Regions from separate parts of the Sus scrofa genome. Here regions 1, 2, 3 and 4 are each linked to region 5. Evidence: chromatin contacts called from public Hi-C, promoter capture Hi-C and targeted proximity ligation data. All regions are on one chromosome and are shown on one strand. The core of a region is the stretch at or near the end of the contact, and the rest is flanking DNA. Distances in the headings are between cores, read along the strand shown. Region 1 holds the start of OLFML2B (olfactomedin-like protein 2B). Region 2 holds the start of UFC1 (ubiquitin-fold modifier-conjugating enzyme 1). Region 3 holds the start of USP21 (ubiquitin carboxyl-terminal hydrolase 21). Region 4 holds the start of B4GALT3 (beta-1,4-galactosyltransferase 3). Region 5 holds the start of ATF6 (cyclic AMP-dependent transcription factor ATF-6 alpha).

The links. Promoter capture Hi-C pulls out the DNA fragments that hold promoters and counts their contacts. A called contact is a pair of places that touch in the nucleus more often than the background predicts.
Region 1: a targeted proximity ligation map of skeletal muscle shows a contact between it and region 5, with 4 times the contacts expected there. A contact is called at or near these places in 1 of 5 promoter capture datasets (fetal skeletal muscle) and 1 of 2 datasets of targeted methods (skeletal muscle).
Region 2: a contact with region 5 is called in a promoter capture Hi-C map of liver, with 4 times the contacts expected there. A contact is called at or near these places in 1 of 5 promoter capture datasets (liver) and 2 of 2 datasets of targeted methods (alveolar macrophages and skeletal muscle).
Region 3: a contact with region 5 is called in a promoter capture Hi-C map of fetal liver, with 2.6 times the contacts expected there. A contact is called at or near these places in 2 of 5 promoter capture datasets (fetal liver and liver) and 1 of 2 datasets of targeted methods (alveolar macrophages).
Region 4: a contact with region 5 is called in a Hi-C map of skeletal muscle, with 4 times the contacts expected there. A contact is called at or near these places in 2 of 5 promoter capture datasets (fetal skeletal muscle and liver), 3 of 47 Hi-C or Micro-C datasets (liver and skeletal muscle) and 2 of 2 datasets of targeted methods (alveolar macrophages and skeletal muscle).

The regions. Positions count from the first base shown.
Region 1 is chr4:88,520,711-88,525,709 of Sscrofa11.1, forward strand. It overlaps OLFML2B (olfactomedin-like protein 2B), which reads left to right and starts at 1,461. Exons shown (of 8, transcript XM_001924407.5): 1 at 1,461-2,232; 2 at 4,876-4,999. The coding sequence starts at 2,059. It overlaps LOC110260305 (a long non-coding RNA gene), which reads right to left and starts at 1,333. Exons shown (of 5, transcript XR_002343374.1): 1 at 1,113-1,333.
Region 2 is chr4:89,308,703-89,313,371 of Sscrofa11.1, forward strand. It overlaps UFC1 (ubiquitin-fold modifier-conjugating enzyme 1), which reads right to left and starts at 2,629. Exons shown (of 7, transcript XM_003125655.4): 1 at 2,500-2,629. DEDD (death effector domain-containing protein) reads left to right here and starts at 2,606. Exons shown (of 6, transcript XM_003355092.4): 1 at 2,606-2,728; 2 at 4,477-4,509.
Region 3 is chr4:89,291,874-89,296,646 of Sscrofa11.1, forward strand. It overlaps USP21 (ubiquitin carboxyl-terminal hydrolase 21), which reads right to left and starts at 3,359. Exons shown (of 13, transcript XM_001927782.6): 1 at 3,129-3,359; 2 at 1,689-2,309; 3 at 829-888; 4 at 564-684; 5 at 243-354; 6 at 1-56. The coding sequence starts at 2,288. UFC1 (ubiquitin-fold modifier-conjugating enzyme 1) reads right to left here. Exons shown (of 7, transcript XM_003125655.4): 7 at 4,411-4,773. The coding sequence ends at 4,766.
Region 4 is chr4:89,275,669-89,280,756 of Sscrofa11.1, forward strand. It overlaps B4GALT3 (beta-1,4-galactosyltransferase 3), which reads left to right and starts at 2,588. Exons shown (of 8, transcript XM_001927348.4): 1 at 2,588-2,850; 2 at 3,598-3,822; 3 at 4,178-4,452; 4 at 5,001-5,088. The coding sequence starts at 4,191. PPOX (protoporphyrinogen oxidase) reads right to left here. Exons shown (of 13, transcript XR_002343378.1): 13 at 2,316-2,589.
Region 5 is chr4:88,804,817-88,809,565 of Sscrofa11.1, forward strand. ATF6 (cyclic AMP-dependent transcription factor ATF-6 alpha) reads right to left here and starts at 1,340. Exons shown (of 17, transcript XM_021089515.1): 1 at 1,294-1,340. It overlaps LOC110260306 (a long non-coding RNA gene), which reads left to right and starts at 1,374. Exons shown (of 2, transcript XR_002343375.1): 1 at 1,374-1,487; 2 at 4,351-4,749.

The DNA of each region.
Region 1 (4,999 bases), core at 211-2,710, 280 kb before region 5:
AAACCAAGAGCTGGTTCTTTGAAAACATAAACAAAATTGACAAACCTCTGGCTAGACTCACCAAGAAGAGGAGAGAAAAAATGCAAATAAACAAAATCAGAAATGAAAAAGGAGAATCACAATGGATACTACAGAAATACAAAAAACCATGAGAGAATGCTATGAACAATTGTATGCCAACGAATTTGACAACCTGGAAGAAATGGACAACTTTCTAGAGACTTAGAGCCTGCCAAAACTGAATCAAGAAGAAACAGATCAACTGAACAGATTGATCACTAGAAATTAAATTGAATGTCATAAAAACACTCCCTACAAATAAAAGTCCAGGACCAGATGGCTTCACAGGTGAATTCTACCCAACATACAAAGAGGAACTTATACCCATCCTCTTTAAACTTTTTCAAAAAGTTGAAGAAGGAACGTTCCCAAAGACATTCTATGATGCCACCGTCATCCTAATTCCAAAACCAGACAAAGATACCACCAAAAAAGAAAACTATAGGCCAATAGCTTTGATGAATATAGACACAAAAATTCTCAACAAAATTTTGGCCATCGGAATCCAACAACATATCAAAAAGATCATACACCACGACCAGGTGGGATTCATCCCAGGTGCACAAGGATGAATCAACATACGCAAATCAATCAACGTCATACAGCACCTTAACAAAAGTCAAAAACCACATGATCATCTCAATAGATTCAGAAAAAAAAGCATTTGACAAAGTCCAACATCCATTCATGATAAAAAAAAAAACTCTTACCCAAGTGGGTATAGAGGGAACATACCTTAGCATAATCAAAGCCATTTATGACAAACCCACAGCCAATATAACACTCAATGGAGAAAAGCTGAAAGCCTTCCCACTAAAATCTGGATGTCCACTCTCACCACTGTTATTCAACATAGTACTGGAAGCCCTAGCCACAGCAATCAATTTATTTTTTTATACTGATTTTTATTTTTTACATTATAGCTATGTAGGACACACTCCAGCAGGGAGTTCAATAGTCATCCTCTGGGTGGAGGTATTACCAGGTTCTAAAGCGGAGGCAGACAAGCAAACTAGAAAAGGCGCTAAGTTCAAAGATGCTAAATATCTTACCCACAGTCGGGGGTGGGGGCGGTGGGGTGGGGTGAAACGTCCAAGAGCAAACGCTCCCTCTTTCCTCCAGGTGCAAAAACGGAGGATGTTGAGGATCCATCCATACTGGCTCGGGCTTGGAGAGAGTGCTGGCTGCCTACCTCCCAACCCAAAGGAAACCTGCTCCTCTTGGGGAGAATGGGCACAAGGGTTTCCCACATTTCAGGGACCCTTACTCAGGGTAACCTTTCTCCCTTCATCATTTGCGGTCCAATGAAAGGAATGGGGCGCCCTTCCGACGTCACCCGCGGAGGGCGTGCGCAGCAGCTGAGGTCGAGTTGGGGGCGGGGTCGGCCGAGCGCCCCTCTGCGCGAGTTCTGGGCGCTTCCCGGTCCTCCTCCTCCGCGCCGTAACTGGCTGCATCTCAGAGGCCCGGCACAATAGAGACTCCGCCCTCCCTCCGCGCCAGCCCTCCTCTGCGCCCTCGCCCTGCAGCCCTTGCAGCTGCTGCCGCTGGCTGTCCCCCTGCGCCCCCGGGATCCCCGCTGCCCGCCTCGGCGCGCACCACTCAGCCCGCATCCGCCCAGACTCCTTCCTTCCACCTGAGCCCTCTCCAGAGGACGACGCACTCGGCTAGCTGTGCCACCTCCACCTTCCCGATCACCTCTTTCTACTCTGAGCCCCACTCTCTATCGCGGCCGCGGTCCAGGTCCAAGCTGATCTCGGTCCCGGCTGATCCTGTTGGAAAGGAGATGATCAGAGTCTCTGGGGTGCACGCTCCTGCCCCACTCAGCAGCACCCAGCTTTAGAAGGCACTCTGAGCAGCCCCTCACCGGCTCCAGCCAAGACACCCTCTCGCTTCAGTCCTTGCTGAGAGCCCCCACCGCCCCTCGCCCCAAACCTCCACCCGCCCCACCGGACCACAGCCATTCTCTGAAGGGGTAAAGCTCCTTCTGTAGCGTCCCTCATGGCCAAGTCTCTTCTGCTAGTTCTCTGCTTGTCTCTAGTTATGGCTTTGGGCTGGGGGCACAGCACTCCCTCCACTGGGGCGACTGAACCCCCAGATGTGCGGACGGTGGCACCCACGGAGGACGAGACTCTGCAAAACGAAGCGGACAACCAGGAAAACGTTCTGTCTCAGGTAGGCTGCGAGTCCCATGTCCACTCCTCTTGCCCTGGGGATGTCACGAGCCTTGAGATGGTCCTCTCTGAAGTGTTCAGAGGCAGCGGTCTCTCTCCATTACCAAAGGGGAGAGCATTTGTTTTTCATTTATCAGAATTATTTTCTGAAGTGAAGGGACATGAGTTCCACTCTCAAAGGGTCTTTCAAGGTTACAGAACCAGTAGAAAGGAGGAAAGACACCATACAACTCCCTGAGAAGAAAGAAAGAAGAAAAAAAATCTAAACTTTTTGGTTCAAGGGTTGTGGAAAATATGGCCAAATCCTGTCTGTGTGGCTGTTTGTCAGAATTGGAATGTGAAAACAGGCGGGCATATTGGACAGGAGGCAGATGGCATAACCCCACGAAGAGATATTTCGTGACACAGAGTGAGACACCCAGGGAGAAGTCAGAACAGCCACAAGTGTGATGAATATGAGGTGACCCCCAAACAGAGGGACTGATGATGATGAGTCCTCCCATATTGGGGAGGTAAAATGGAAATGCAGGTCTGGCAGATGGTGGGGGTAGGGTGGGGAGAGTGACAGCTGATAGGGACAGGATCTGTAACACATCCTTTTACAAAGAACTTTCACTTGTTTTATTTGAGTCAATCCTCTCAAACCCTTATTCCCATTCTATAGATAAGGACTCTAAAGCTTGGAGCAGTAAGAGCCCTAGAGACGGGTAGAGCCAGGTCTTCTGAAAATCGTCAGCCCAGATCTCACGACTGTAAAAGACAGTTCTTTCTAGAGTGTTTATTTCATGACTTCCAGAGCCAACATGATGATTGTGTGGTGGGTGTCACCATAATCCTAATGATGAAGAATGGTTGGGAAAGAGCCCTACGGTGCTGCCTGCACCTCCACTAAGCCCTTGAGCTGTGGTCCTTGTCTCCTTCCTGTAGAAAGAATGACCAGCTCCACTTTGGCATTTATCAAACACTAATCTCCTCACCCTTCCTTTAATAATTATGCTTATTTAGAATGGGTAAACAGCAAGGTCCTACTGAATAGCACAGGGAACTGTATCCAATCTCCCCGGATAGACCATGATGGAAAAGAATATAAAAAAGAATGTATTTGTATAACTGAGTCAGTTTGCGGTACAGCAGAAATTGGCACAAAATTGTAAATCAACTGTACTTTGAATTTAAAAAATTTTTAAATTATGCTAATCCATGCCCTATATCCACCAATAACCTCACACTGACCCCCAAATCAAAAAGACATAAAAATCCATCACACTGGGGCTCTGGAGGACCGTCAACAAAAGCTCTCCTGAAACCTGAGCCTCCTGAAAGGAAGGAATCTCTCCAGGGTCTCAGAGCAAGGTTATGTAGAAATCTAGGCAGAGTTTCACAGAACAGACAGCTATGATTTACTGTCAGCCCATAAAGACTGGCCACTTAAGTCACCCTGAACTACAACTCCTTCTTCCACGGATCTATTCTGCATTTGACAACAGTCCTAAAACAAATATTAGTATTAGAAGAAACCCAACCTTTGCAAGAAAAACATTAAAGCCTCCCCCCACCCCACCCCGACACCATCCCAGGAACATATCCACTCTAACAAGCTCAGAGCTTGCCTGTCATGGTCATTAGTCAAATGAAGGGGACCCTTCTCTGTGCCCACAAAGGGAGCCCTAACTTTTAGGGATGCAGGGTGTCTTGGAGAGGAGCCTTTTCCCCAGAGGTGCCTAGGATTGTGGTTCCAGAAAGCCTGCTGTGGTGTGTTTTCCTCCCTGGGGAGGCTGGCAGAGGCAAGCACTCAGAAGGAAATGTTTAGTGTTATAGAAGCAGCAAGTGCTGCCAGTTTGCTTTCCTGGCTTTGGCCTGGGGTTTGGGTGCAGAAGCTATTCTAGGAGCCAAATGAACCCTTGGGCTGAGTAAACCTCTTTGACATCTGGATCTGCCTCTCTTCTCCCAGTTCCTTTTCTCTGACTCTAACCCATCCTTTGAGACCAAATCAGATACCACTTCCTCCAAGAGGTCTTCCCTGGTGCCCAGCTAGAACTAGTCTCTGTGGCCCTCTCTTTGAGCTCCCACTGCAGTCCCACTTCAGGGGCACTTATCACACCCCTAACAGTGTGACTGTTATCTATACGCCTTCTGCACTGTATGTTCCTTGAGAGCAGGCTCTATGTCTGGCCCATTGCTTTACCTCTGCAGCACCTAGCTCAGTCCCAAGATGGCACTCAAGAAATGGTGAGTGAATGAAGGAAAATAGAAGCTCATAGCTTGAAATCGAAATGTCACTTTTCTAGTATCTCCATCTATCTCTTCTCTCCTTTTTTCATCTAAATCTGCAAGGAATATTGGAAGAAAAATGGGGCTCATCTGTTTTTTTTTTTTTTCTCCTTTAAATGATGAAAGGCTAAGGCCCCCTGAGAAATGCACAGCTTTCCAAGATAAACGAAGAGAGCTGAATTCTGAGTGCCTTCCAGGAAATGTTAGAGTCAGCAAATTGTGTCACGATGACCTTTTCAACTCCACATCAGAGTTGTCCAAGGTCTCTGGCTAGCAGGACATTTGACAAAGAAAATGTGGAGAGCCTTCTTCAGGCTCCTGACTGATACCTGTGTTTGCACATCCCCAACCTGTTCTCTCTGTCTTTGACTAGTTGCTGGGAGACTATGACAAGGTCAAGGCTGTGTCTGAGGGCTCAGATTGTCAGTGCAAATGTGTAGTGCGACCCCTGGGCCGAGACGCCTGCCAGAGGATCAATGCAGGGACCTCCAGGAAGG
Region 2 (4,669 bases), core at 1,379-3,878, 510 kb after region 5:
TTGTGCCAATTTCTGCTGTACAGCAAAGTGACTCAGTCATACTTTCTCTTTTTTTTTTTTTGTCTTTTTGCCTTTTCTAGGGCTGCCTCCCTTGGCATATGGAGGTTCCCAAGCTAGGGATCTAATTGGAGCTGTAGCTGCTGGCCTACACCAGGGCCACAGCAACATGGGATCCGAGCCGCATCTGCGACCTACACCACAGCTCACAGCAATGCCAGATCCTTAACCCCCTGAGCAAGGCCAGGGATTGAACCCACAACCTCATGGTTCCTAATCGGATTCGTTAATCACTGAGCCACAACAGGAACTCCACTTTCTCCTTTTTTTATATTATTTTCCATCATGGTCTATCCCAGGAGATTGGATATAGCTCCATGTGCTATACACCAGGGCCTTGTTCTCTATCAAAAAGTAGTTTTCTGGGAGTTTCCGTTGTGGCTCGGTGGGTTATGAACCGTACTAGTATTCATGAGGACGTGGGTCTGATCCCCGGCCTCGATCAGAGGGTTAAGGATCTGGCATTGCCGTGAGCTGTGGTGTAGGTCACAGATTCGCCTCAGATCTGGCGCGACTGTGGCTGTGGCTGGTAGCGCTGATTCAACTTCTAGGCTGGGAACTTCCATAAGCCAAAGGTGCAGCCCTAAAAAGGAGAGAAAAAAAAAGGTAGTATTCTATAAAAGTAATAAATGTACACACACACAATGGTAACCACGTGAGGTAACTGATGTGTTAGCTTATTGTAACAGTTATTTTGTGATACATATGTATATCAAAACACATTGTACACCTTAAGCTCACACAATGTTATATGTCAATTACATCTCAATAAAGCTGGAAAAAAATAACTTATGTACCCAGTAAAACAAATTCAAACAGTAAAGATGGATTTAAAATAAAAAGTATGTTTCATCCCTCCCAGGCCCACTCTTCAAGATTAATTTTTTAATGTTTGTGAAAATATGCCATTTGCATTCTTCTATACTTGCCTTTTTCCACTTAATTTTCTCCTGTTTTAGATTTGTATATTCCATTTAGACATCTCCATCTGGCTATCCCACAGGTAACTAAAACTCCCTTTCTTTGGAATTCCCTCTCATGCTATATCCTACTGCTAGCCTCTTTTTACAGTCAACACCTGGAAAAATGTGTTATACATTGTGCCTTTCCAATTACTCAGTTTACCTCAATCTTGTTTTTACCCCACCGCATCTCTGAAACAGCTTTCTCCAAAATTACTAAGTGACTTAGTTGTTGCAAAATCCAATGGACACATTTTAGTCCACATCTTACCTGATCTGTTATGTTTAACACTGACCAGTTTCCTTGATACTTTGCTCCTGGTTTCTTCTTTCTCTTCTATTTGTTCCTTCTCAGTCTTTTCGGCTCCTTTCCCTTATCTCATCTCTTAAATGCAGCTATTCTTCTTTCTAGGCCATCTTATCCACTTCCATGACTTCAACAACCTTCTATATTCACATGCTGGGGCGCACCCCCCACTCCCCACGTTCCTTTTGGGTTCCCACCCACATTATCTAGTGTTCCATTGTCCAATGGATTTCCCACAGGCACCTAAAACTCATGACCCCCCCCAAATTCTATTTCAAATGGCATCATTATTCTCCAGTTATTAAAATCAGAACCCTGGGAAATATCTTGGATTCCTCCCTCAGCTTCGCACCCATTTCCGATAAACTTTTTTCCCATCTACACGCCCCCTTGCTAGGACAGACCACTATAGTCTCTTAGTTGGATAAAATCTTTCCAATTATTCTTGCTCCAATTTCATCCCCTCTTATCCATTCTCCCCGTTGCAAGCAATGATCTTTCCCAAACGCAAATATATTTGTTCACACCTCTGCTAAGATTCTTCGAAATCTATCTATTTCCCATAGGATAAAATAAACTAATTGACAAGACCTCGAATAAAGTGGCCCCTCCCAACCTCACAGTCTATTACCTCTCTTTTGACCGTGTCAGGCTGCTGGCAGCTCCAGAAGGTACCTGGCACCCCACCCTCAATTCAACAGTCAGCACTGAGCTCAGGCAGCACTTCCTTCTGAGTGCTCAGAAGGCAAAGGCTCAAAAAGTGAAATCCGAGAAGGCATTTGAGCAGCGCTTTCGGTTCCGGACTCAAGTTTACGGAACGTCCGGGTTACCAGGAAGCTCAGAGCAAAGGTCAAATCCAGATCATGGGAACCTTCCCCCAAGTTCGCAGGGCAATCCGACCCCCGTAATATTCCGCCCTTTTGCGTCATGGCTGCCAGTCGCAGTCTTTCAGTTGGTCTTGAAGTCGACACCAGCCAGCTCTGGCCCCACCAACGTTCCCACACTCAAGAATGCAACCCTCTCTCACGCGTTACTACGGCCCCCGAAGCTGCCTCGAAGAAAAACTTGCGTTGCCAGGTTGCCCCAAAGCAAGATGGCTGCCAATCTCTATTCTCCGCTACCAAAGTGAAGCTGTCCACTCCCCGTTTAATGCCGCTGCCAGGCTGCCCTCACCTAGCATGGCTACTTCGGCTCATGCCTCGCTATGGTCTCGAAGCCGTCACTAACCGGCCAGGTTCCGGGAGGCGCTGTTCAGGATGCAGCCACCCCCGCCCGCCTCTCCCCTCCCCCACGCCCGCGGGCGGCGGCGGCGGCGGCTGGAGCCCGGATGCGGCGCCGTGAGACAGGCCCGGGAGAGCGGCGCGGATGGATCCAACATGGCGGCGCCGAGCCTGAGCCGAGAGTGAGGCGGCGGGGCGGCCGGGGTGGGGAGGGGGAGTCGAGCGGGACGGGGCGGGGCCGGGCGGGGCCGCAAAGGGCTTGGGGAAGGAAAGTGGAGGGGGAGGCGGTAGCGACGTCCAGCCTGAGAACCTCAGGAGAGGGAGGTGACGGGACGCTGCAAGGTGGGGGAGGGGAGCGGCCGAGGGGGGCGTGCGGGGGAGGTGGCAACTGTGGGAGAGGGCAGGGTCGAGGCGGAGGAGTTGGGCAGGGGAGGGGCGTAAACAAGGGCCGAGACTGGGCCAGGCTAGGGGTATTAGGGAGGCCAAGGTGGGGAGTAGGGCAGGGATCCCGCCGAGCTGAGGGGGTGGGAGTGGGAGGGAGAGGCTGAGGGTGTGAAGGGGAAGGGGGCTTGTGGCATGTGGTTGGAAAAAGGACTGGACTCTTGCGAGGGGCGTTGTGGAGAGCTAGGAAAAGGTGAGGATTGGATTTAAGACGTCTGGGGGGAGGTTCTGAAAGTGTTAAATTGGAGGTGGGAGGGGGAAGGGCCTAGGGGAGAATTTGGGTGGAAGAGGAGAGAACGGAGGTTAGGGCAGTGGAGAGTGTGTCGGTGTGACGAGGGAATGGAGAAAGTGAGAGACTAGGAAAGTTTAGGAGGAAGGGGACTAGGATGGGAGATGGGATAGTGGAGCTGCACGGGCGATAGAGGTTCAGGGTTTCCCTTTCCCTTGTGGAAAGAAGAGAGCAGAGTTAAGCAGCATCAGTTGAAGCCAATTCTAATTGCCAGGCCTTTGGCTTTTTACTAGAGTGGGAAGGGCAGAAGGGAATGGTCATGTGAGTTTGGAGATTTGGGGTTGGATGAGGGTTCAACTGGATTTGCTTTCCAAAAGCTCCCTAGCTTACTGCTCCCTTGTTTTTCCTGGTTACAAAAAGAAGGGAAAATGGGGAGGCTGGTACCATTTGAGCGTGGAAGGAGTAAAGGATTTTTCTAGTTTTAATAAGCAATGCCAGAATAGGGAAACAGCCACACTATGTTGGAGGTCTCTATGCTAAAGTAGAGGTTCTGCAAGTCTGAGAAGGGAACAGAAAACACAGGACTGCATTTAGACAGCCATGCTAATTAAATGAGTGCTATAGTTTACAGACCCTTCTTTTGCTGTTTAAGTTCTAGGAGGGAGGGTCGGTATCCATATATAAAAAATATTCCCTCAAGAAATGTAAATGTTTGAGTGGATGCCATCCCAGTGGATATTTTGTTTTCACTGTGTGCTAGGTAAAGGGAAGAGTGAAGTTAGAATTTGGAGGATAATTCCGGACTCATAAAGGAAGTGATGGAAACAAAGTGCCTCCTTTAGCTGTAATCACTTTCCTCCTTGTTCTTCCTAAAGATGAGAGTCAGTGTTAATAGGTGGGCCTCATAAGGAATTGAGGAGTCAGGCGATGTATCAGAGGATAATTTGTTTTCCCACAAGTTGTTGAAATTGGGACCTTTCTTGCTCCAAGCCACTGAGGTTGGAAATTCTCCAGAGTTGGTATTGTTTTGTGAATTGGGTAGTAGAAGGTTGGGGAAGCCTGGGGACTTTGTTGGGAGTGAGTTCTCTCATTAAGCTTGAAGTGGATCATTTCAATCAAATGGCTTTAGGCTTGTCTTTCAGTTTTTGCAACTGAGGTTTACTCTTTGGGCCTTTGAGTTTCAAAATAAAGCTTGAAAATTGACTCTTGCTCCCCCCCCCATTTGTTTTGTTTTGCTGCTGGCTTTGAACCTTGTGCTAGGAAGAGACCTGGGAAATTAAGTTTCTTGCAGAGGTAAGTCTGGAAGTTTTATTGTTTCAAAAATGGAAGGGAATGGAAATGGCATTTTGGGAATTGAGCCTAGAAATGGGGTCGATACCAGGGAAAATGGGTTTTCACCCACCCAGCCGAGTGCATGAGATCTGTTGCAGTCATTGTCCCTTTGGGTAACTGG
Region 3 (4,773 bases), core at 2,109-4,608, 490 kb after region 5:
TTTCTAGGTGTAGCCGCTCCATGAGGAGCTTCAGAAACTCTTGGGCATCCTGCTGGCTGCAGCCAGACAAAGAGCGTGGGCAACTGACCCCTGCCTAGTCCACAGTCACTAACCCGTGCCCAGACATCTGACCCCACTTCCTAGATAGAGCTCAAGGCTCAGAATGATGCTGCCAGGGCCCCTGCTTGGCCCTATCCCCAGACATGGGCAGAGAGAAATCCCATACCCTCCAGTTCTCCCACCTGTATCCAGAGAAGGAGGGAACGTATTTCTGGAAGACAGCTCGGAATCGAGTAGGATTCACAGCTTCACAGGAGTCAGGGTGCCACAGGGCACCAATCACATCTGCAAAGGCTATTAGGGTGGGAGTGGGGAAGGGAAACAAAGGTTAACGACTGGAAGAGGGAAGCAAGAGGGTGGAAAACAACTCTAGGAAAGCAGGCACTGTGAAAAAGACAAAACTGCTGGCTTTCAGGGTTGGGGCCACCAACACTGGCAGATGGACCTACAATGGGTTGGGAAAAAGAGGATTTGAAAGGAGGAAGCAGGAGTTGTTGCCCCACCTTCAGTAAGCTCTTGGGCTCGGCCCCCTCCAGGAACCTCTTGCCGGAAGTCCCTTCGCAGACAGAAGTCCCGAAGAGGCCGAGTGCTGCTCAAACACTGTAGCACAGCATTCAGGAAGCACTGGGGAGCAGCAGAGACATTGCCATTATCTCTCCAAACCAGTGCCTAGGAAGCCCTGGGAGAACTTCAGTGCCCTCCTTCCCCATGCCTGTCCCCAGTACCAGTTCACATTCCCATTAGGAAGGACAGGAGAATGGCTCTCACCGTGTTCCCCAGATTTCGGAGGCCAACGTGACCAGAGCCCAGAAGCAACGTGTGATGAGCCTGGAAGGTCAGAGATCAGTCAGCAGGTTCCCATACATCCCACCTGGCACTTTAATCCTTTTGACAGCATGCTGTCCACTGCCTCCCCCACCCCATCCTTCACCCCCAAACGCTACACTCTTTCCCTCACTGGGTATTGGGGTCTCCCTACCTCACTGGCCATGAGTAGTAAGCCCATCACAGCTGAGTGTACCACGGACTCAGCCATGGCTGTCCCACCTGTTGCCCACTTACTCCTCTGCCCAGCTAGCCGGCGATGCAGCTCCTGGGGCAACTCCCCAAGCACTGGCATGGTTGCCCAGCTGCTCCCCACCCCCACCTTGCTACCCCCAAGGCCCCCTCCTGCACCCGTGGCCCCTTCCTGCACCCTCTCCTGAAGGCTCCAACTGCACTCAGCCTAGCTCACTCAGCTCGGGAAATGGGCAACCACATTAGCTCAGATGTTCTGAACCCGCCCCTCTTCAGCTCCAGAGATTAATTAGACTTAGGTAGCATCCTAGGAGAGAAGGTACAGAAAGGGGAAGTAAGGGCCTGGGGACCCAAAGAATTCCAAATGGTTGAGTTAATTCCTTGGGGAATGAAATGGCACACCCTGCTGGAGAGTCACAGACAACCCTGAAAAGGGTCTATGAGGCTCAAGGGCACTTAAGTAAGGGAGAGAGAGTCCAAACTGCTGTAACAAAGGGTTAAAAAAATGAACCTGGGGAAAAAGGGGGAAAGAAAAGCCACATGATGGCAAGAAAGCTGGAAGCATGAAGGAACATGAGCATGGAAGGCCATGTGTGCTGGCAAGTCCTCACCATCTTGTCATCGGAGTAGAATGGCTCAGAGGGCCGGGCAGATATCACGTGGAAGGAGCCATGGGAAGTAGGGGGCTCTGTCCGTATGCTGAGCAAGGTGGGTGGCCCAGGAAAGCCCCCAAGGCGGCGGAGAGAGGTGCTGCGTCTCAAAGTGGGTGGCTCAGGCCGGAGAGCCAGGCGGCTCAGTGCAGCCCCTAGCTCTCCGGTGCCACGGTGCCCTCCCAAGGCAATCCCCATTGGACGCAAGTCCCCACTGCTCACAGACTTGGAACGGGCTAGGTTGGTCCTGGATGGGAGAGGCAGAGCCACAGTTGGGGGTGGTGAGCCAGGCAAGGGAACTCCATGATCTGCCCGAAGTGGGCCTCTGGGACGAGGGCCTGAGGTTCGTCCCCGTCCCAGCTCCAGTTTCTTGAGACGTTCCTCAGGGGGACCTGGCCTGGGAGGCAGAGGTCTTAACATGGGATTCGGCCCAGGGGCTGGGTTTCGGCGCTCCTTGCTTCGGGCCCTGGGAGCAAATGGTAGCTTGGATCCCACTCGGGGCTGGACATTAAGAGGTGGCTCTCGGGTCCGTCCCAGGCGGTGCTCAGAAGCCTGGGGCATTGTGGACACCACAGGCTGGACCTGGGAGGAGAAGAGAGGGTCAGCATTTGAAAAGGGAGGAAGGAGGGAACCTAGCCTACTATACCAGCTTCTACATACATGGAGGTCAGGAACCATGTCCACCATATCAATCATTGTATCCCCAATACCTAGCATAGTGTTTGGCATAAAGTAAATACTTAACATGCACTGAGTAAATGAACGAATGAATGAATACAGCAAGCCAGGGCTTTGACTCTTTCCACATTCCTCACTCTCTTCCTGCAGAATATGAGAGAGCCAACAACAGATAGTTCCTATCTCTGCTGTCTTCATAATCTAAATACTCATGAGGGTCCCGCATTCCTAGCTAGTCAAGTGGGATGCGCCCTGGGTCACTTGGGACCTCTGGTCAAAGAGGGGTGTGGATGCAAGTATAAGAGCCCAAAGGACTGCATTCCATCCTCAGATTCCAGCCCCTCCAGGCTGCAAACGAAGCAGACTAAAAGAGTGACTTGTCAATCACTCCCTCCCCCACCTCTGAGCTCCAAAGTGGTATTGGGGCTCAGGGGTAGCGGCGAGGAGGGAGGACGAACAACTCCCTGACCTCTAATCTCTGCACCTCTCCCACCACAGCCAGCATCAACCGGGTCCGCCCCCCTCGAGGGCAGAAAGGCCGAGGCTGCTGATTGGCTACGGGGTCCAGCGGCGTATTCTCCAAGATCCACGGATGCTGGTCCCGCCAGCCCAGTTCTCCCAGGCCTGCAGGGCCCTCTGCTCTGCCTTTGTAGAGGGCGATCTCCCAGGTCTGGGAGCAGTCTTCCCTCGGCAACCCCCACGCCATAATGTCCCGGACCGTACCTGTCCCCGGGTAAGACGGCGGGGGAGGCCAGCCGGGGCCAGGCCCCAGCTCAGGGCCACCCCCTACTACCCGCGTGCAGCACCCCCGCGGGCCTGGCTGCAGCTTTAGCCGCAGCTGTTGCCCAGGTCTCTCCCGCCGCAGGGGCCGCCGCCATCTTTCTTGGTCCCGCCCGGGCACCGGCCGCCGGCTTCACTGTCTCTCAGAGCGCTTGCGCACCCACACTCAGAATCCACCCACCTCCTTCCTCGGCGCTTGCGTGAACCCGCCCCCTCGGCTCCGCCACCGACACCATGGAAACACAGCCAACTTTAGGACTCCTGGGTTCCCAGCTCAGCCCCAAATTGCATTTATTTATGTATTTATTTATGTATTTATTTATTTATTTTTGCTTTTTTAGGGCGGCACTGGGGCATATGGAGGTTCCCAGGCTAAGGGCTGAATCAGAGCTGTAGCTGCTGGCCTATGCCACAGCCACATCAGATCTCAGCCGTGTCTTCGACCTACACCTCAGCTCACAGCAACGCGGGATACTTAACCCACTGAGGGAAGGCAGGGATCAACTTGCATCCTCATGGATGCTAGTAAGATTTGTTTCTGCTGAGCCAGGAGGGAAGTCCCCAAGTTGTCTTTAAGCCATTGCTCCAAAGCAGCTCTCTAGAGTCCAGGAGTTCCCATCGTGGTGCATCAGAAACGAATCCGACTAGGAACCATGAGGTTGTGGGTTCGATCCCTGGCCTTGCTCAGTGGGTTAGGGATCTGGCGTTGCAGTGAGCTGTGATGTAGGTCGCAGACGCATCTCGGATCCTGAGTTGCTATGGCTGTGGTGTAGGCCGGAGGCTACAGCTCCGATTAGACCCCGAGCCTGGGAAGCTCCATATGCTGCCGGAGCGGCCCTAGGAAAGGCAAAAAGACAAAAAAAAAAAAAAAAAAAAAAAAAAAAAAAAGTACAGAATCCTATCCCCCATCATGTGGCCCTAATACAAGTCTATCGACTGACCAGTGGAGAAGTATCCACACAGGGATGAGAAGATCCCTGGAAGTCGGGGAATGCTGCCTTGGCAAACGCAGTCCTCAGCCATCCTGTAGGCTTCCTGCTAAAGGACAAGAGCAGATCTCAGCAGCAGGGAGAGCAGTCAGGATTTACTTTTATTCCCTAGCTTCAGACCAGAGCATCCTCCATTTTCCCTTCCCTCTGAAACAAGTATGGTTGTACATGTGCCTGCTGACCCTTAGCCTGCTGACCCTCTATTAACAGCCACCAGTTAGAGAACCACAAGCCACTGAAGGAAGCAGCTTTTATTGATGAATTACCACCCCAAACCAAAAATACTATGTACCCACTTTCAGTCACCACCTATCCCTCCAGGATCTTAAATTTTTCCACCTGGGAGAGGGATATTAGTTGCCCTTTGGTTTTTCAAGGCCCTAGTTTTTCCTCTTCCTGTGTAACCCAATTCAGAAATTCAGTAGCAATACTGTACTTTTTTTTCAGCAGTGTCTGCTGCAGCTTCTCAATAACAATTATAGGTGAAGGGGTATGGGGGGAAGCAGTTACATGAGTAAAAGAATGATGCACAGGAAAACAGGAATATAACCTATCAAAGGTCCCTCTGTACTGCCTCAGTGGCTCGGTACTTCATTGGT
Region 4 (5,088 bases), core at 1,338-3,837, 470 kb after region 5:
CTCGTGGTGATGTCGCAAAGCCGGTTCCTTAACCCACTGAGCAAGGCCAGGGATCAAATCTGCAGCCTCATGGTTCCTAGTTGGATTTGTCTCTGCTGTGCCATGACAGGAAATCCATCCACATTTCAATTATCTGTATAAGTCTGTCTTTTCCACTACACAGTGAGATCCTTAATAATGATAATAATAATAATAATAATAAATCAAGGCTTTTCTTGGCTCCTACTTTGTGCTCAAAATTCAGATGTATTGAATATCTGCTGTCTGCTGGCCCTTTTCCCCCAGTTTTCACTAATTATCACAAAAACCCTTAAGATGGGTTCACTGTACAGATCAAACCCAGGGAGTGCACTGCTCAACATCACAAAGCCAGTGGGTTCAAAGCTGCCATTGTACTCAAACCCAGTATTATCTGCTTTTGAGTCTCCACAACATCTCAAACTCATTAAGTCCAAAGTTTAATTTGTCATCACTACCATTTCCTCCGAATGTGCCTCTTCTAAGTTTTGCTTCTCATTAAATGTTGTCACTATCTACTCAGTGGTCCACATTAGATTTTTGGGAGTCATCTTGGAGTCTTCTAACTCCCTGACTTGGCACATCTGGTCAATCACCAAGTCCCGTTTGCCTCCTATAAGTTCTCGAAGGTGTCCTCCTCCCTCTAGTCCCACAGATATTACCTTATTTTGCATGAGTTTCGTCTCACTCCTGGATTTCTTTCTTTCTCTCTCTCTTTTTTTTTTTTTTTTTTTTTTTGTCTTTTTGTCTTTTTTTTTCTAGGGCCGCTCCCACAGTATATGGAGGTTCCCAGGCTAGGGGTCCAATCGGAGCTGTAGCTGCCAGCCTGTGCCAGAGCCACAGCAACTTGGGATCCGAGCTGCGACTGCAACCTACACCACAGCTCACGGCAACGCCGGATCCTTAACTCACTGAGCAAGGCCAGGGATCGAACCCACAATCTCATGGTTCCTTGTTGGATTCGTTAACCACTGAGCCACGATGGGAACTCCTTATTCCTGGATTTCTATAGTAACGCCCTAAACAGATCCCTGCATCCAGTCTTGACCATTCCAATGATGCTCTGTGTTTCCACCAGAGTAAACATCCTAAAGTTCTCATTCTAGCACTCTCTGTTTAGAGGGCTTTAATGCCAACCTCTTACCCTCAGGATAAAACCCAGTCTCTTTTAATATGGTTTATGGAGTCTTTCATTATCCAGCACCTATTTACCTCTTCAGTCTCGTGGCTCATCATTCCCCTCACTCCATTCTTTAGTCTTACCGATTCATTTTTTAATTTTCCCAGCTCCCTAATTTCTTTCTCATTTCCAGACTTTTGCACTATGGTTTCCTCTATCTAGAACACTATTCATCTGTCAAAAGAAAGTTTTCAGAAAAGGGTAAAATTATGGCTTTCCCCTGTTAAAGAAAAAATTATTCTGACACTTGTTAAAATGGTAAGGAGAACTTTATTCAGGACTCTTGCAATAGGTGCCAAGACTATCTCAATCAAAGAGAGACTGAATTCAACTCCAATACATTAAGGGCAAGTGGATATTTATAGCCAAGGAGCAGAATGAATCAGTGGATGGAAAAATACATCAAGGGTAGGGAGATTCTTACCAAACCCACTTAGAATTCTTGCTAAAGGCAGGTCAGGATGATCACAAAGTCAAGGGTGAGGAGATTTTTGCTAAACTGACTTAGTAAGATTCTTGCTACAAATGGCTATAGGCCTAAGGATGAGGTCTGTTGGAAAAGAGGGCTCAGAGGAGCCTAAGTTTGATCAGGGAGAGAGCTTTTCAATCCACATGTAAAAACGAACACCTGTTAAAGATTTTATTTAACTCATGAGGAAACTAGCAGATGTTATAACTGCTGCAAATGAACCTCTATCAGACAGGACAGAATTTGCATGTGTACCTACACAGTTACAAAACAGCTGCATGGAAACAAAATCTTACAAAGCAGAAGGATGTGCTATAAACCAGTCCTTCAGGTCTCCCATTAGCCATCACTTCTTCTGGGAAATCTTTCCCAAACCTCGACTTGTGAATGAGGTGCAACTTCTGGACTATCACATTTATCACACAATACTGATTACACTCCCCCCCCACACACAAGACCACGAGATTTTTGAGGCAGACACTGAGATATTCAAGTTGCCTCAGTGTGAACATCTCCTTCTCAGGAGCACAGTATGCTAAGGGAGTAGTAGAAACCACAAGATAAACATTATTGCTTATCAGTGGAGCGTGCATTTTAGTCTAATACATGGGGAAATATTTTTACATTAAAGCAGACGAGGCCCTTCCATTCACACTCGATATTTCCTTGTTTTATTAACCACTTCTATTTCAAGGCCTGCGGGACATCTTGGGGATACAAAAATGCGCCAGAGCAGAGCAGTCTGCAACATTGTACCCTGAGAGAGAAACAATTTTGACAGTAAGCGGCAGTACGTTGCGGAGGAAGACACACTGGGAAAGGCGTTCAGTCCAGCAAGGGGGAATAGGTCTTCGGATGTATCAGCCTGTCGGTCAGTCACGGCCCGAGGAAGGTCCTGGTTTGACCTGATGTTTTAACAAGTCTGAGGGGTAGAGAACAGAACTCCACTAGGAGTCGGTCGGGTGGGGATAAGTGCCCGCGTTCCTATGGGGTCGAGCCCTTGGCGAGCCTCATTCCGGCCGCGCTGTCCACAGACCCAGCGATCCGCCCGCCTGGGCGGCTCCACCCGAGGCCCCGCCCCGTGACGCGAGGTCCAGCCCCCGCAGCGCCCGCTTCCAAGATGGCTCCAGCGATTCTTGCCCGGCTGTCGGGGTGGCAGTGACGACGGGAAGCAGAAAGCCAGGTAGGTGGGCTGGGGGATGGTGGGGTGAGAGGCCCGAGAGAAAGCTTCGGGAGATTGGGAAGGTGAGAAGTTTTGGATAATGGCTGGAGACAATCTTGAGCAGGGAGGGAACCTGGGTGCAAGTGTGGACCGAGGCCGGTGGGCTCACATTGCAAGGTAGCGCAAACACAAGGGGAGGTTGGGGTGGGATGAGGGTGCCCCGAGAGAAGGCAACTGTAACCTTCCGTAGAGCACTGACCACGCCCCTCTCGGTGATCTAGCCCAGGTACCTCTGACAGGTTCTGCCCAGCCCTCCCTCTCCTTGTCTCATTTCACCCGTAATCCTGATCCCCACCCCCGCTAGGACCCGGTAAATGTAGGAGAAGGTAGAGGACGCCACCCCCATCCTACTCGCCGCCGCGCTCCGGGGTTGTTTGCTTGCAGCTCCCAGGTGGTCACGCTCCCTGCACCTGCGGAGCTAGCTCCCAGAAACGTGGAGAACGGAAAGGAGCGAGTTTCCTCCGCCTCCCTGGGTTCTCTTGAGACCATTCCACAGTCCTGTTATAACTGCCTCACCCCCTAGTGAAAGTAATGTCTCCAATAGCTGCCCTGTCCCCACTCCCCAAACTGGTTGGTCCTGTTGGGATGGGGGATGGTTAAGTAAGGAGTGAATCTGACACACCATAGGGTTACCGCTGGAGAGGCCGCGAACCTAGCATCCCCTGCTCCTCCCCTTTTCTCTCCAACTACCTTCTCTCGCTTCCCCAGCTGGGAAACCGGCTTCACCCAGATCCTGATCTCTGCCGCTCTGCGGGTGGCTGGCTATCCTTGACCACTTCTGTTCCAGCTGGTCCCAAGATCGCTGTTGGAGTGCTGGATGGAGCCTTTCTCTGTCCTCTGTGATATTTCCAATTTTATATAATGCCTCACATCTCTGCTCCCCCGGGACCCCCTGGAGCCCCAATGATCCCGAAGAAGACCGCTTGAACCTAGGTGAGTCTATCTCTCCCCTCTCTAAATTGGAAGGGAGGTTCTCCAGAGAGTCTTCTGAAATGGCTTTGGGACACGAATGAGGTAAGCATTCTTGGGGGTGGGGACTGAGAGTTGGTGGTAGGAGTGGCTTGAGGAAGGGGTGGAGGAAAGTGAAACTGGGGCTGGAAGTAACAGGTGGTAGGGCTGCTGGTGGTTACATACTATTTCTTTCCATACACTTGTGTGCTTCCTTCTGTGACTTTGTTTTTTGCCTCTTTTTCCTCTTTACCCCTGGCACCACCTTTATGCCTACCCGATGATTTCTCTGCTGGCTTGCTCTTTTCCTGCTTGCCCTGGAACTCTCCCCTCTCTCCAGACCTCAACCCAGGATGTTGCGGAGGCTGCTGGAGCGGCCCTGCACACTGGCCCTGCTTGTGGGCTCCCAGCTGGCCGTCATGATGTACCTGTCGCTGGGAGGCTTCCGAAGCCTGAGTGCCCTATTTGGCCGAGAGCAGGAGCCAACTTTTGACTATTCTCATCCCCATGATGTCTACAGTAACCTCAGTCACCTGCATGGGGCCCCTGTTGCCCCAGGGGGCCCTCCAGCACCTCAAGGTCTGCCCTACTGTCCAGAACGATCCCCTCTCTTAGGTGAGTGCAGAAGCAAGGCTGAAGCAAAGAGAGGACCAAGGTGTGGGGATGGGGAGGCTTGGACAGGCATAGGATGGCAGGAGTGGGTCCTGGAACAGGAGGATCATGTAATTGGAAGGTGGGATGAGGTGAGATAGAATGGACTCTGAATTTGGAGTTTCACCGGGGCTCTTGGGTTGAACCACAGCTTTCCATTGCTTGCCTGTTTATGGGCTCTTCCTGCCTCGGGCTAGGATTGTTTCTTTTGTAGACAACCCCTGCCTGTTTAGCTAGTTAGTTGGAAGTCCTGTTCTCTCCATCCCCAAACTGTAAGTTTCCAACTTTGTGAGGCAGAAGAGAGTTATAGACCCCTGAAATAAGAAGGTAAAGTAGGTAAGGAGTCTTCACCTTCCAGATATTACAAAGCTGTCCCAGTGATGGGGAGCTCAAGGCTTTGTGAAACAATGTGAGTGAGCCCTTGGGGGAGCTGAGCCCCAGAATCCAACTGCCAGGGACAGACAGTTCTCCTTGTTACTTTAATCCCTGACCTTGCCATTCCCTCCCAACAGTGGGTCCCGTGTCCGTGTCCTTTAGCCCAGTGCCGTCGCTGGCAGAGATTATGGAGAGGAATCCCCGGGTGGAACCAGGGGGCCGGTA
Region 5 (4,749 bases), core at 90-2,589:
ACACAGAAAATAGCTTGTAGCGTTTTGAGTGATCACAGCCATCCTGCCCTAAGGTTCCTAATGACGTCGTTTTCGCCCCATAATATCATCACCTGGTACTTTCCCAGAGGAAACAGTGGAAAACGATAGCAATTCCAATCGGGCAACATTTTACGCTCGCTGTCGCCAGGGCAGAAACCGACAGATTCTGCTAGACTCTACCAGGACCACAGACGGAAGCGACGAATGGCCCTCGCTCCCCCGGCGGGGTTTGTCCACACCTGTCACCACAAGTGCGCGGAAGCAGGGAGGAAGAAACCCGGAGCCACCTTGATACAGTCTCAAATCCCACTCACCCCAATCTTCATCCGACCGGTGAGGGAGTCCCGGACTAAAAGGTGACTCCATGGTGCCGGCAACGCCAGCCTGCTCCCCCGAAACACACGTTCCCCTGCGCTGGAACTCGGTGACTAATATCTGGGACGGCGGCAGCAGGCGGACAAAATACTCCGAAACGCTGTCGAGACGGTGGCCGAATGAAGACAAACTACTTCGGCACAGGGGACGTCAGAGACCAAGCTAATTTTAACCAAATCTCTGGGCAAATATTTCTCTTTTGAATTTGTCGGCATTTTCTGTCCCGCCGTTTGAAGGAAAAAAAATATATAGAAAAAAAAGTAAACTATTTCGGTTAAATAAAATATACTGATCATATTAAAAGATGGAAAAACCCACTCTGAACGCCTTGGCTTATCCCCTGAATAGCCTTAAGACCACAGCGTGGCTATATCAGAACAAAACTAGAGACTAAGCAAGTAAATTTGGTTTAATTTTTTAACGAATAACTCGGTATCAATTTAAAAATTATCTTTATACACAAGTTTGGGGAAGAAAAACACACAACTTTTTCCACATTCGTTAGAGCTGCCTCTCTACGGGCACAGTATCGGAGACAAGCAAAAATACTATGAATTAGGATTTTTAAAAAGCTTACTTTTAAAAAACAAATTCAAGCAAAGCAAATATGAAAGATAAACTCCCTAGGATCAAACTTATCTCCTTAAATATGCATCTCTAAAGCATCGTACTTGGTAGTGACAGTCCAAGCCAGACTACCCTAACATCTACAATAATGTAAGTTCCCAATCTTTTTATTACTAAAACTTAAGAACCGGTTTTGTTTAGAAAAATCCCACATACATCAGAAACTTCTACTGAAAATTTGAACTGAGTCTGATGAGACAGTTTCAAGAACGCTATTTAATGGAATGTATTTTAAAGAATTTCAGCTGTTGACTATTTAATATACTCTACCTTAAGAACACGTATCCCTCTAAGACCAAGTGGAATCTTTCCCTCGGTTACTAAACAAAACAAATGTTTCCCAGAATCCTCCAAACTACTTGTGGCTGGTTGATTACTACTGATTACACCATCCGCAGCATACGAAATATCCCTGGGACCCAACTCCGGAAAAAAGGAATTATCGAAATGCCCTGACATTAAAGGTGTTTCCTTCTATCACAAACTAACTAACCGGTTTTCATTTCGGGTGCAATTTATAAGTTTTTATTCTCACTCAACTGCAAATTCAAATATTGGCATAAAAACTAAAATAAAACTAGCAAGAGTCTTCTATTTTATATGCACCAGACACCTTAGTCTTTTTTTTTTTAAGTAAATTATCATAACTGAACTTAAGCAAATTTTCTTTTTTTGTTTGTTTGTTTGTTTGTTTTTTAAGTGCCGCATCGCCGCATATGGAAGTTCCCAGGCTAGGGGTCGAATCCGAGCTGCAGCTGCTGGCCTACACCACAGCCACAGCAACGCAGATCCCAGAGGGATCTGCGACCTACACGGCAGCTCACCGAATTGTAGGATCCTTAACCCACTGAGCAGAGCCAGGGATCAAACCTCTTCCTCCTCCTGGATGCTAGTCAGATTCGTTTCTGCTGAGCCATGGCAGAGCTCCCCCCCCTTTTTTTTTAAATTTTTGCAACTATTATATTTTATTCAAGAAGTGCAGGTAATTACAAAACATTTGTGTACTTATTACCAAGAATTAACAAATATTAACATTTTCCACTTTCAGACTTTTCATAAGAAATCAAACATTGCAGGGAGTTCTCATTGTGGCTCAGCTAGGATTAGTATCCGGGTTCGATCCCTGGCCTTACTCAGTGGATTAAGGATCCGGTGTTGCTGTGAGCTGTGGTGTATGTAGGTCGTGGGCTGGCAGCTGTAGGATTTGACCCCTAGCCTGGGAACTTCCATATGCCACCGTAGGGCCCTAAAAAGCAAAAAAAGAGAGGAAGGGAGGGAGGGAGGAAGGAAGGAAGAAAATTAAACATTGCAGATTAAGTTGAGCTCTGCTTTTTCCTCTGCTTCATTTCCCTTCCTCCACATAGACAAATTCCATTATGAATTTTGTGGTAATCATTCAAATCTATTTCTATTTTTATCATGTTTAAATATGTGTGTATACATATACATAGTTAGTGTTGTTTGGGGGTATTTTAATTTACATAAACATACCATACTAGTGTTCTCCAAGTCTCTTTTCTCATTCAGCATTATTTTCAAGTTTTAACTGTTTTTTAACTGTTACATGGTATTTCCTTGAATATATATTTTTTCATTTCCCTACTAAATGGACATTTGGAATATTTCAACTTCTGTTACATAAAACATATGCTTGTATGGGACTCCTTGTGCAAATATGCAAGAATGTCTTTTAGATATATGCTGGGTCATGAAGGAGGAGTACTAATGTTTGCCAAATTATATTAATTCACACTCACCAACACTAGATGTGATCAGACTTTTACATTTTTTTTTTTTTGGTTGTGAAGGGTGTGACTATAATTTACATTTCTCTGACAATTAAAGAGGTGGTGTATCTGTTCATATTTATTAAACCCTATTTCCTCCTCTGTGAATTGCCCATTATTATCTTTTACAAAATTTCCTATTTTCTTTCTCTCGATGATGTGTTCACCTTTAGATGGCCTATTCTATTCATTTAATCTATATGTATATTGTAAATACCTTCTCCTAAGTTGACACTTGTCTTTGTTTATTGGTTTTTTTACTCCTCTATGCTTTAATTTCAATGTAGTCAAATTTATCAAACTTTTGTTAATGATCTCTGCTATTTGCATAATGGGTAAGAAATCCTTCCCTCTCCTGAGGTCTATTTTTGTTCTTTTCATAGTTTTATAGTTTCGATTTACACATCCCTTTTTTTTTTAATTCAGTTATTTTTGAGGCATAATAACATTATTGACTTTCATACAGAAATCTTGTATTTAAAAACCTTGATGACTCTTAAGATTTTTCGTGTTGATTCCCTTGGATTTTTCTGTGTAGAAAAACTTACTGAATGCAAACAGTAACATTTAAAAATCTATGTTGGAGTTCCCATTGTCGCTCAGCAGGTTAAGAACCCAACATAGCCTCCTTGAGGATGCAGGTTCCACCCCTGGACTTGCTCAGTGGGTTAAGAATCTGGCGTTGCCACAGGCCTTGGCGTAGGCTGCAAATGCAGCTTGGGTCTGGTGTTGCTGTGGCCGTGGCTGGGGCAAAGCCTTCAGCTGCAGTTCCAATTTGACACCTCGCCTGGGAACTTATGCCACAGGTGCAGCCTTAAAAAGAAAACAAAAAAAAAATCGATTTTGCTTATTTAACATCACTTTTAAAATAAACCTTTACTATGGAAAATTTCAAAGAGACAAGAATCTCTCATTTGTCCTGTAGAATTTCTCACTTTGTGGTTGTGCTGATTGTAAAATCTAGAGGGGTGGTTGGCTTTTTGTTTTTACTTCTTCATTTGTTTTTGCAAAAAAAAAAAAAAAAAAAAAAAAATTGGAGACTTTTTTAAAATACAAGGACATTTATTTTCAGTTTTCATTAAGAAATGCGCTGTTTGTAGATTTTATTTTTTATATGCATATTGTTTAAGGACGCTTCCTTCCGTTCTAGTTACCATGCTTTTTTTAAAAATATTTTATTTATTTATTTATTTTGGCTGCTCCAGGCCAGGGATCATATCTGAGCCCAAGTCCCAGCTGCGGCACTCCCAAGATGCCACGGATCCCGTCATGCACTTTTTGTTTTTGTTTTTTCCTTTTTATGGCCACACCTGCCACACAGGTTCCTAGGCAAGGCATTGAATCGGAGCTGCAGCTAAGACCTAGTCACAATCACATGCTTTTTTTTTCAAGTCATTAATGTTGAGTAGTATTGAATACTTCTTAATTTAGTCCTTATTTGCTTTCAACTTAAACCACTGTCAGAGAAATGAAATTTGAGTTTTATGTCCAGATCCATACCTAGGACTATACTGACTTCTAGTAATGTCACTTTCCACAGGTTAAGAAGCCATGATGCCAGTTATGCGCCCAGCCAAAATACCTGTCTCCTTCTAGACATGCTTCTGACTCTTACATAGCCCAATAGCTCCAAATGTGCATCCAAGGCTTGCTCAGACCTCTGACTTCCTAAGGAAGAACTGTGCCAATGGTATATGCCAGGAGTGTAGACAGAGCTTAGAAAAGTGAGGTGGGGAATCCACAAATACACATGCACCACCATCCCGATGAACAAATTCAGCTGTGGGGAAAGGGGGCAGTGGGTGGGTCAGGGGCCAACTTTCACTGAATTTCATATTTTGTCATGTAACTCCATGAAGTCAGAGAACTCTAAATTTGAACCTTGTCTTTCATATCATTATGAAAACATACTTGTCAAGAGAATAAAACATTTTATTTA